Regions from separate parts of the Arachis hypogaea genome. Here region 1 is linked to region 2. The links are chromatin contacts, called in public Hi-C maps. All regions are on one chromosome and are shown on one strand. Each heading gives the region's core, a stretch centred on a gene start, on an enhancer-like site or on the middle of the called end of the contact. The rest is flanking DNA. Distances are from core to core; before and after follow the strand shown. Region 1 holds the start of LOC112764062 (protein PMR5). Region 2 has its middle 8.4 kb from the start of LOC112765166.

Region 1 (5,496 bases), core at 1,234-3,733, 170 kb after region 2:
CAGTAAGACAAGAACACTCAAATTTCAACAAAGCTAAATAGTGTGAGCTAGCTAAGCTATAACTCATGAGATTAGTCAAAAGAAGGGTCCTACTTACAGCCCTAACAACATCTCACCATATAAAACCAAATAGAAAAATGAGTTTAATTAGGCATAGTGAGAAAAGTTGGCAATAAATCAATAAATCATTTAATAAGCATATGCAACTAGCAGTTTAGTTATAAATAATGAAAATGTTGTTACTAGTTAATTATGAATAAAATGATGAAGTAAAAGACAAGATGTCTTTCTTACCAAGCACACTGTTATACTTATATCATGAAGCTAGGTATCTTACTACTTAAAATAAGATAATGTACAGAGGGAGATAAGGTAGATTCCTTACTTGTAATGTGTAGGAGAAATTGCTTGAAAGAAGACTTTGGTTCTGCTTCTATCAATGTTGTTGTCCACCCAATTAGCCCATGTTTTCATACCTATTTCCAAAGCTGCCAAGCGATCCATGTCTTGGTAGTACTTTCCTCTTAAATTTACATAATCCCAACTGCACTCCATTACTCAAAAGTCAAATTATTTTACATATAATTTCCATGTTATACTTTTAGAATGTGAATCCAACACACTAGAGTTTTCAGAAAGTGTAAAAGAACAAAGCATTATAAAATATATTTTCTTTCAAAATTATCCTTCTAATAAGTAATACAGGGTAATTTTGTTAATTAAACACATCATAAGACCATTAATTTTGAAGGAAACGGCGACAAAAGGCATGATTTTATACCATTTGACAACTTCATGGTGTAAAGTGCATATGACACAAAGTTGAAAGGATGTATAATTGCATATTTTTTTCCTCCTTAAAAAGGAAAAAAAATTGGCAAAATCCCAATATTTTCATTTAGATCATTTTTGCTATTTTAAGATAAGCAAGTTGAGAGTTAAAGACATTGTTGCATATTACCCCTGGAGAGATCCTTGATGAGTCCACCAATGGCCAGTGTTAAATGACAGAACATCAGCACTTTTCCATGCATCTCCATTCCTACCTACCTCTTCTAACCTTAGAATTCTCTTCCCTTGGAACACCTCAACATCCACCAAATAAGGTGCTCTGTAGAATGAAATGCTCATACCATAATCCTAACATACACAACATGCCAAAATTCAAAGCCCAATTAGGATCACATTCACATGTGTAGCTCCAATATTTTGTTTTCCCTTTTCTATATAGTCTATTTTCTATAGGGTAAATCATAATGATAATGTGGCTAAGTTTGTATCAACTAGGCAACATTAATGCCTGACAGCAATTTTTGGGTCCCCTAACTAAGAGAGCCTTGCAATAGTTATTGGACCATCACACATCAAATTTTAATTACAATCATGTCATAAAGCACTTTTTCTATAAATTCTTTGTCCTATTACAGAAAGAAAAAAGGGAAACCTGCCACATAAGAGATCATGAATGAAGCTTAAACAAAGAGAGGTACACAAGCTACTCTGTTGCAGAAAACTACTATTCTTAGCTCTCATTTAACCTATTTTATTTCCTTTCAAATCTGAACTAACATCTTACTATGAATGAAAGTTATCACACATGTGTAATTTTATTCATGAAAATTTAGTATCCCCACAAATCAAACATAATCTTAGTATTATTACTCAGTGAGTGACTCACTGATAAGAAATTGTTAAAGAGTAAAGACTTAACTGACCAAGAATTTGAAGGTTGAAAGAGGATCTCCACTGAGAAATTGAGTGCGTGCATTAGGTGCAGCAGAAGATAGCATGCAAATCAAAGACTGCCATTGGTTCCTTCCCAATGAGTCACCGACAAACATGACCGTCTTCCCTTCCATTTTCATAAAAAACTCAATCCCATTGAACCTATCACGAACGCCACAAAACCATTCAGAATAGCTAAGAGCATGATAATAGTAAGAGAAATTCCGTTACATTATACCTTGGAAGGTCGCAAGAGAGAGGCTTCCAGCGATATGTGAGGTATGCAGAATCAGGACGACCGTACATTTGACAGTTGAATTCAGGGTCTATGATTGGACACCTTGAATATTCGTACAATGGCATTGGGTATTCTTCATCGCGCACCCAACTTCCCTCGAACAATGAACATGCGCTGCTGTGGTTACGGTTATGGTGGTACTTAGCTGAAGAAGAAGAAGAGGAAGCAGCCACGTGGCATTGAAAGGGAACAAGGAAGTGAAGAAGAAGCAGCAGAGAAAAGAAGGAGGACATACGCGCCATTATTGTTGGTTGCTGCAGTGGGTAGTTAGAAGGGAATAAAAAAGAGGTAACCGTTTCGGAATTGAAGGAGACAAGGGTGGGTGGGTGAGTGAGTGTGCTAGCTAGCTAGCTGCATGAACGTGGTGCTCTTAACGTGCCTCACAAAACTGTTTTCCTTTTCTCAAGATATGAAAGGAGGTGCATTTTAACTAATCTTTTAAGTAAGCATTAGTGTTCAAATCCATCTTTTATATGCAAGAAAGAGTTAAATATCCTACTTTTTAATCGTTTAGCAAAGATTTGTACAGTTTTAATATATCAAAGTCTATTTCTGTATTTTATCATTATTATTGAGTCCAATACACAAGAAGTAGAATGGGTGGAATGGACGTAAAGAAAAAGTGATGGTTATTTTGGAGGTGCAATGATTGAGCAGTGAGATGTGAAAGCGAAGGTTCTTTTTTTTTTCTTGTTAGGGTCTCTGGCCACAGATGAACACTGATCATTCGTTTACTTTACTTTATTATCTCAAGATCGAGTTGCTTTTCATGTTAGCATGGATGTAAGGTTATTTTGAATAATCTGCCTAGAGCAAAAAAATAGCAATTATTATCGGAAATTTGATTATTTGAAGATATGGTTTAGTAGGTACTCAAATTTGTTTATGTTTCAGTCACCAAAAAAAAAAATTTGTTTATGTTTCTCCTATTTTGTTTTCTTCTATTGTAAAAATTTTTAACGGATTTCAACTGAGAGTACGAATTTAAAAAGGTGTTCCATTATCTTCGTGTAACATTTTTATGAGTTTGGTTAACTTGTGACCTAATATAAAAACACATAATAAGATTATTATCAATAGAAGTTTTAAATTTTTTGTTAATAAATACAACATAAATGCATTAAAAAAATTAAATATTTTATACTTTTTTTAAAAAATATTTTATAATTTTAATATATGTCTTTAAAGTATAAATTATCTAAATTCTTTTTTTATTGGTAACTTATTTTTTGGTTGCAGAAAAATATTTAAATATTTTTAAATATTAATGTCTTTTATTTTCATTCTATTTGTATTTTAAATATTTTGAAAAATAAATACATAAATTGGTCTCTAAAAATTTTCACATCAGACATTTAAATTTGTAATAAATTTTTATTCACTAAAAATACTCACTTGTTACTTGTTAGATAATTGGTCCTTACTTCCCTTTGACTCAAATTTCTGATATTCATGTTAGATAAATGAGATAAATACAAAATCAGTATTCAAAATATTCTAACGTTGGTAAAATAGTACCCAATTTTTGTTATTGACAAAATAATTTTCAAAAAATTTTAAAATTTGATAAAAATGATCAACCGTCAATTGAGTTACTTGAAGTTAAGGTTTAGGAGTGACGTGTCAGTTAACAATTATCATAATTACAAAAGTTGTCCACTTTTAATTTTTATAATTTTAAAAACACAATTTCAATTTTCTAAAATCCTAATTCTTTTTTTCACTTCTTCTTCCCTGAGCATCCTCGTACGCCCCACTCTACTTTCGAACATCAGAAAGATCTCATCATAAAAAATCGAGAAAACCTTTTGTATGAACTCTTTCATGCATTGAGCTATGGTAGTCATTTCATTGAAGCACTATGTGGAAGAAGCATAATCACTTGAGAGACAACGATAGAAATGCAGGAACCTCTGATGGCCTGCAGTAGCTGGAATGAGATAGGTTCCCCTTTCTTCTTCGTTCCCCTCTCGTTGTCCTTGAAGGCGAAAACTCATTTCATGATGAGGTTATGATGAAGATGATCGGTGAAATTGTTGCAAGTGTCGATGCCTCTGAAAGTCAAAATACATCATGCTTATATAGCCGTTCGTTCTTGTTGGAATCTGTTGACTGATGAGTAGAACTAGAAGCTAAATTTTGCGGCTTCGAATCCATGAGAGGAGGAGGAAGAAGAGTAGGAAGAGCTGTAGCTGATGAATCTTACAGGCAATAGAGTAGGGGCTTAAACTTGGGTCTCCAAACCCTTGCCTTTAATTTTCGTTTGGATCTTTTGATTCTATAATTCTTTACTACTCTCTTGCGAAATTGCAAATGTTGTCAGTTTTAAAGAAAAGAGTTTAGAGTATAAAGGAAGAACGATCGAAATTAAAATCCATACTAGTTGACTCACAGTGAGGGGAAGGAAGGGAACCGATGGAGATGAACCTAAATGGGCCGAAGAAAAGGGAACCGAGACGAGTGACGAAGGGGAAGGAAAAGGGGAATTGCTGGGGATGTGCAGTGAGGAAATTAGGGAAGAAGGAAGAAGAGAAAAAAAAAGATATTAGGATTTTTAAAAAGAAAAAACTACCAAAAGTACCCATAAAGTTTAGAATGCTAACAAAAGTACCTATAAAATAAAAAAATTAACACTATACTCATGGAAGATGGGTTTCCTATGACAAAAGTATCCAAATCCTAATTTTTTGTTGATTTTTTAATAAAATTTTTAAATTACCCCCACCCTCAACCTCAACTCACTTTTTCAACCTTCCATAACCCAACCTGCACTTTTAAAATTCTTACCATAGAGTTCAAAACTACTCATACATCAGACCAGGTCAAAATCAATGGTGGTGGTAGTGGTAGAAGACCTCAATCGGTTCTTGATAAAAAAATTCGGTATAGTGAGCCCTTTTCCACTTTTTCACCACATCCCTTTACACAAAGAAAGCCCTCCAATTTAAGAAAAAAGGGGAAAAATAACTTAAACGATTAAAAACTATTCCTTTATAATTTTTTCTCTGATTCTTTATTGGTATTGGTTGATTTTGTTGTTAATCTTAGCGATGTAATCCTCTATTGTGTTACTATCCAGAGTTCCCACCATAAAGGTTCATTTCGTCTATTCCCAAAAGCACAACATCACCATCCAATTCGGTGTTGGCACCGTAGCCGCTGCCGAAAAGAAGTTTCGTTGTCTGTCGCACATCTTCAGCTGCATCCTAGAGCTCTTGTTCAGTCTAATGCTGATATTGCTATCGAGGAGGCTTCCGATTGCTTTCGCTCGTTGTTCATATTACTCATGTTATGCAGTACAATATTAAATTAGACAATTTGTGGTGCTAACTAGTAGTGTATAAAAATAGATATGATCGTTTGACGTGATCTAGTTTCTTAGAGTGTGTTTAGGTCATACACTAAGAACATGTAAAAATTTTATTTGTACAAAGAATAACACTATAAGTTTAAGTTTTTTTGTTAATTAAATC
Region 2 (5,228 bases), core at 2,178-4,677:
TGTGAGTGATTATTGTTATTTTCACTTTTTCGTTACATTAGAAAATAATATTTAAAACTAAAAAAGATATAATTAATTTTTTTAACTTGAATTAAAAAATGTCTTGTAAATATTAAGTGTTATAATATTAAAAAATTTTCAACTTTTACATATAGTAAGTGTTATAATATTAAATAGTATAGTATTTGTTATAACAATGACTCAAAATATTAATCCAAAATATATTTGGGCCTATTAAGACCTCAATGCAAGCAAGATCAATTAAAATTCATTGTTAGGGTCTCAAATCCGACTTACGTTCATTACCTTAAATGCCCAATACAGATAAAGTCCACATATCCCCTCCTAAATCGGCTCAGATTGGATCCCATTGCTAGTTAGATATGGTAATGAGTACTCAGGAGAACGTGAGAAGCCCCCTTCCCATCCTCACTCCTATTTTAAAAAAAAGCCCAATTCCTTATCTCTCATAGCAAGTTCCTGTTTAATTATCCCTTAGGGAACGTAGATCTCCTCGAGTATCTACGAATATTCTTTGAAAACTTTTGAAAAAAATTAACACAAAAAGACATAATATAATAACATAAAATAATCAATTCAATATAATTCAACACAATTTATAACATATTCGTTATAAAAGATAACATTTTAAAAGGAGAAAACATAAAAACATATTCCAACATAATAACATAACATAATTTTTTGGGACGATACTGAGCGACATAGTGACAAACTTGAGAAGTAGAGAAAGTGAGTTAGAGAGAGAGGATTGAGGCTGAGAATGAGTCTGGAAGGAAAAGGAAGAATTTGAATTCGAGACAGAAATTAGGGTTACTAAATTCAAGAAATGGATTTATGTATATATAAATTAGGATAAATTAATAATTTTATATTCTCGTATATTTAATAGGTTCTATGCGGCGGGTACTTATGTTCATGTCCCATTAGGGGTGACAAACGGAAAAGCCCGCCATCTGGTGGGCTGGCCCGCCCCGCCCCACCTAGTAAGGCGGTCCTGAATTTCTCCCCCGTCCCGCCTAATGGTACGCTGGCGAGTTGGCGGGTTCTCCTTTTTTTTTATAAACCATTAAATATTAAACAATATATATAATTTCCCAACAATTTCAATAAATTTATAATTTCTAAAAACATAAAAAAATTATAATTTTTAAATTCACGCATATTAAAGTGTTTATAATTATAAATATGTAATAAACATAATTATAAACTAAATTTATTGAAACAAAATAATAAAATCAACATTGTCTAAAATAAAATAAATATTGTCCAAAATATATTATTAAAAAATTTTCAAGTTTATAATCAATCAAACATAAAATATAATCCAAAATATAACAGAAAAAATTATATATAATAGAGTAAAATTATATTAATATTTTTATATATTATATATAAATTATAATTCAAATGGTAACTTCATATTTTTATCCAAATTTACACTTCTATATCAGTTTTGATATTATTCATGGTAACTCCGTATTTTTATAATTTAATTAATAAAAATGATGACATTAATATTTTTTCATAAGTCTTGTTATTATTTATAGTTAGAAAATAGCCATAAATAAATTTATTTCCTTAATAAATGTTAATTTTATCGTCAAATTATATATTACCTTTAAAATTTTAGCGTAATTGAGTCTAATTTCTACATTTTAAAATGAATTTACATGAAAAAATTAATACGTAAATCACATTATTATTACAAAATTATTTTTTAAATATAATTAGTGGTGCTTATTTGAACTATTAAAGTCAACTTATTTTATTATCTTGTACCTTCAAAGAATTTACACATCCGACATAAAAATATAACAATTGAAAAAAAATCATTACAATGGGTATATTTATTTTAACAAATATTCTTCTATCTAATACTATAAAAAATACATTGGCCACTTTGAATTGCTACAGGTCAACTTCTATCCACAGTAGTAGAATGTCTAAATTGAGATATATTCATCAAACAAACAATCAATAAAATATTCATCTGTACTTTCTCATTTTGGGTACATTTATATATAAAAGAAATTATACATACAGGAAAAAAAAGAAGAAAATAAGAGTTGAAAACTTGAAATAGTAAGAGCGATAAAAATCACGATTCTTATAATTTTGTGTGGCCATCTATATATAATAGACCAGACAACTATCATTATCTAACAAAATTAATTTGTATTTATTGCACTCAACTTGAATAAGTAAGAAATTATCTTATTTTAATTTAGTCATTAATTCACATAATTTGAATTTAGCTCAATATATATGATTTATTTTTATTTAATTATTAGTTGAAAATATCTCAATTGTCTATTTTATTCATAGATTTATTATTTTAATAACTAATAAATTAATCAAATTAATTAATTAGTACACACAATAAATTTAGTTTAATAAATTAAAAGAAATAAATTAAAAAATACTATCAGAATATTACAATAAATAATTTAGGAAATATTACCAAAGCAAATTGATATAAATTATAATAAATTATATATCTAATCAAATCAATTAGTTGATATAGTTAGTTTATCGTAATAACTTGTATTTAATGAGTTAAAAGAAATAAATAGGGAAACACTCTCAGAAGCATGCCACGTCAGCTCCATCATTAAGTGCAAAAATCTGATTTTTATATAGATATAATAGATATAATAGATAATAGATAATAGATATAATAGATATAATAGATAATAGATAATAGAATAGATAGATATTTAATGAGTTTAAAGAAATAAATAGGGAAACACTCTCAGAAGCATGCCACGTCAACTCCATCATTAAGTGCAGAAATCCGATTTTTATATAATATATAATATAATATAATATATAATAGATATAATAGATAATAGATAATAGAATAGATAGATATTTAATGAGTTAAAAGAAATAAATTGGGAAACACTCTCAAAAGCATGCCACGTCAGCTCCATTATTAAGTGCAGAAATCCGATTTTTATATAATAGAATAGATTAGTGGAATTGAAATTAAGATTTTATTTTATTTAGTACTATTTATATTTTATTGGTTTGTTAATTTAATTCTTTAAGACAAAATATTAAAATATTCAATAATTATTAGTATGATTATATTTGTGTAGATTTGATGAAGAATTCACAAGTTGTAACCTTCGAAACTCCACCAAAAAATATGTTAAAATTTAAATATAAATATCATTATATAATTTTATATTTAAATTATTGGTTCCTTCAAAAATTCTCTTCAAGCTTCACCACTTAAGAAGGGGTCGAAAACCCAAAAGAAACCCAACTGACAAAAAAAGGAACATCCATAAGGAAAAAAAAAAAGAACAATAAACATAGGCAAAATAAAACAGTGAAGTTTTTATTGTTCTTAGGATAAATATTTTTCAAGCTACAGAAAAGGGCCGAAGGTCCAAAAAAGAAACTAAAGAACAACAAACATAGATAAAGCGAATAGAGACCCCATAAAATATCATTTCTAAGGCTCATTTGATTAAGACAAAAACAAAAAGCTAATTTGATTTGGGTTTGTTTTGGACAGGTTTCGTCTTCAGCTGAATTTTAAACTTGTGAGATTGTTGAAATTTTGGGCTTTACTAGTTTTCGAGTTTGCTGGTATGTGAGATTTTTTTATTGTTTTGGATAGAAAAAATTGAACTAAAGGGTAAAAGATAAATAGGTCCCTGACTTTTTAAAATGCGGACATTTTCGTCCCTCAAGATTGAAAAAATACATTTCGATCCCTCACATTTTAAAACGGCGGACAATTATACCCCTCCGTCCATTTTGGGCCAAAAACGGCAACGGAACCAGCTGACATGGAGGGGTAGAGAATGACGTGTCCGTTACACTTGCTGAAGTGGATTGGGACGAATTTTTAGTGGACAAATTCGTCCCTTAAGTGCAAAACAATTATTCTTCCCTTATTGCTGAAATTAGCACAGAAACAATTATTCACAAGTTAAATGTGAACATACAATTTAGGATCTAATCCCAATTCTGAATCCTCTTTCTTCAACCTCATAATAAAACATTACTCTTATTAATTCACCCACTCACATAACAAAAGAAAAGTCTATACAATAATCAATGCAAGCCACCAAGAACTGAATAAGTGGGTTGAATCATTGCAAAAAGCGCCTTTGACCATCCAAGAAGAAAACAGAACAGATCATGCCACTCAACTCTAAAGGATGAAGGAACAAACCTAAGGTACAAACTCAGAATTTCTAAGAAACAACCAAGTTGAACATTCATAAATACTAAAACACGTAAGAATGGATCCATGTATTCATTTCAAATTTATATTTAAGAGTTCAAATTAAAAATAGAGCACAAAATTATTTTATCAAAACAAAATCAAGCAACTAAGAATCATAAAAGTTACATTACATAAGCAATAGAAGAAAGTATAAAAAAAAAAAAAAAATCAAGAATAGAAAATCACACAAAAATCACCATGAACAACCGAGAGAGAATAAGTAAATACATCTTTCAACTAATGGTGCAATTTAGTAGCAAAGGACCAAAACACACGACAGAAAGAACCTACTTGTTATTGGGGCATTTCATCAAGTATGTTAAACGCAGTCATGTAAAAAAAAAATACATTGACCAAACGCATCAATTTATCATCCCCGTGAACACTACGATAAGATCAAGAGAAACTATAACCAAAAAGAAAATACCTACGACAAGTTAAGAGGAAGAAAGAAGCGAACCAGAGAGGCACAGAGAGAGATAGAGAGGAAAAGCGAGCGGCGACTGAGATGGCGTAGCGACGACAGAGACTATGGCGACTGAGGGGCTTAGCATGAGCCACACCTCCCAAAGTGTTTCCAGGTCTTGTGCATGAAGAACCCCCCACTCGCCATGGACGATCGCACAAGCAGCAGGCATGGCTTCCGCCTTGCATTTTGATGAAATAGGGCTCACTCATGCTTACGGCGTCGTTTTGCACTTAAGGGACGAATTTGTCCACTAAAAATTCGTCCCAATCCATTTCAGCAAGTGTAACGGACACGTCATTCTCTACCCCTCCATGTCAGCTGGTTCCGTTGCCATTTTTGGTCCAAAACGGACGGAGGGGTATAATTGTCCGCCGTTTTAAAACGTGGAGGATCGAAATGTATTTTTCAATCTTGAGGGACGAAAATGTCCGCGTTTTAAAAGGTCAGGGACCTATTTGTCTTTTACTCTTGTCTAAATTACACTTACCATTT

The links. A called contact is a pair of places that touch in the nucleus more often than the background predicts.
Region 1: a contact with region 2 is called in a Hi-C map of leaf, with 3 times the contacts expected there. The contact joins the promoter of LOC112764062 here to the enhancer-like site in region 2. A contact is called at or near these places in 3 of 8 Hi-C or Micro-C datasets (leaf and an unstated tissue).

The regions. Positions count from the first base shown.
Region 1 is chr17:27,199,658-27,205,153 of arahy.Tifrunner.gnm2.J5K5, forward strand. LOC112764062 (protein PMR5) reads right to left here and starts at 2,484. Exons shown (of 5, transcript XM_025809589.3): 1 at 1,964-2,484; 2 at 1,716-1,887; 3 at 962-1,140; 4 at 386-544. The coding sequence starts at 2,265.
Region 2 is chr17:27,031,959-27,037,186 of arahy.Tifrunner.gnm2.J5K5, forward strand. No RefSeq gene overlaps it. Among protein-coding and RNA genes, the nearest start is that of LOC112765166, 8.4 kb to the left of the region's middle. Within about 2 kb of position 3,428, at least 1 of the 3 cell types and tissues checked has open chromatin away from gene starts, as enhancers often do.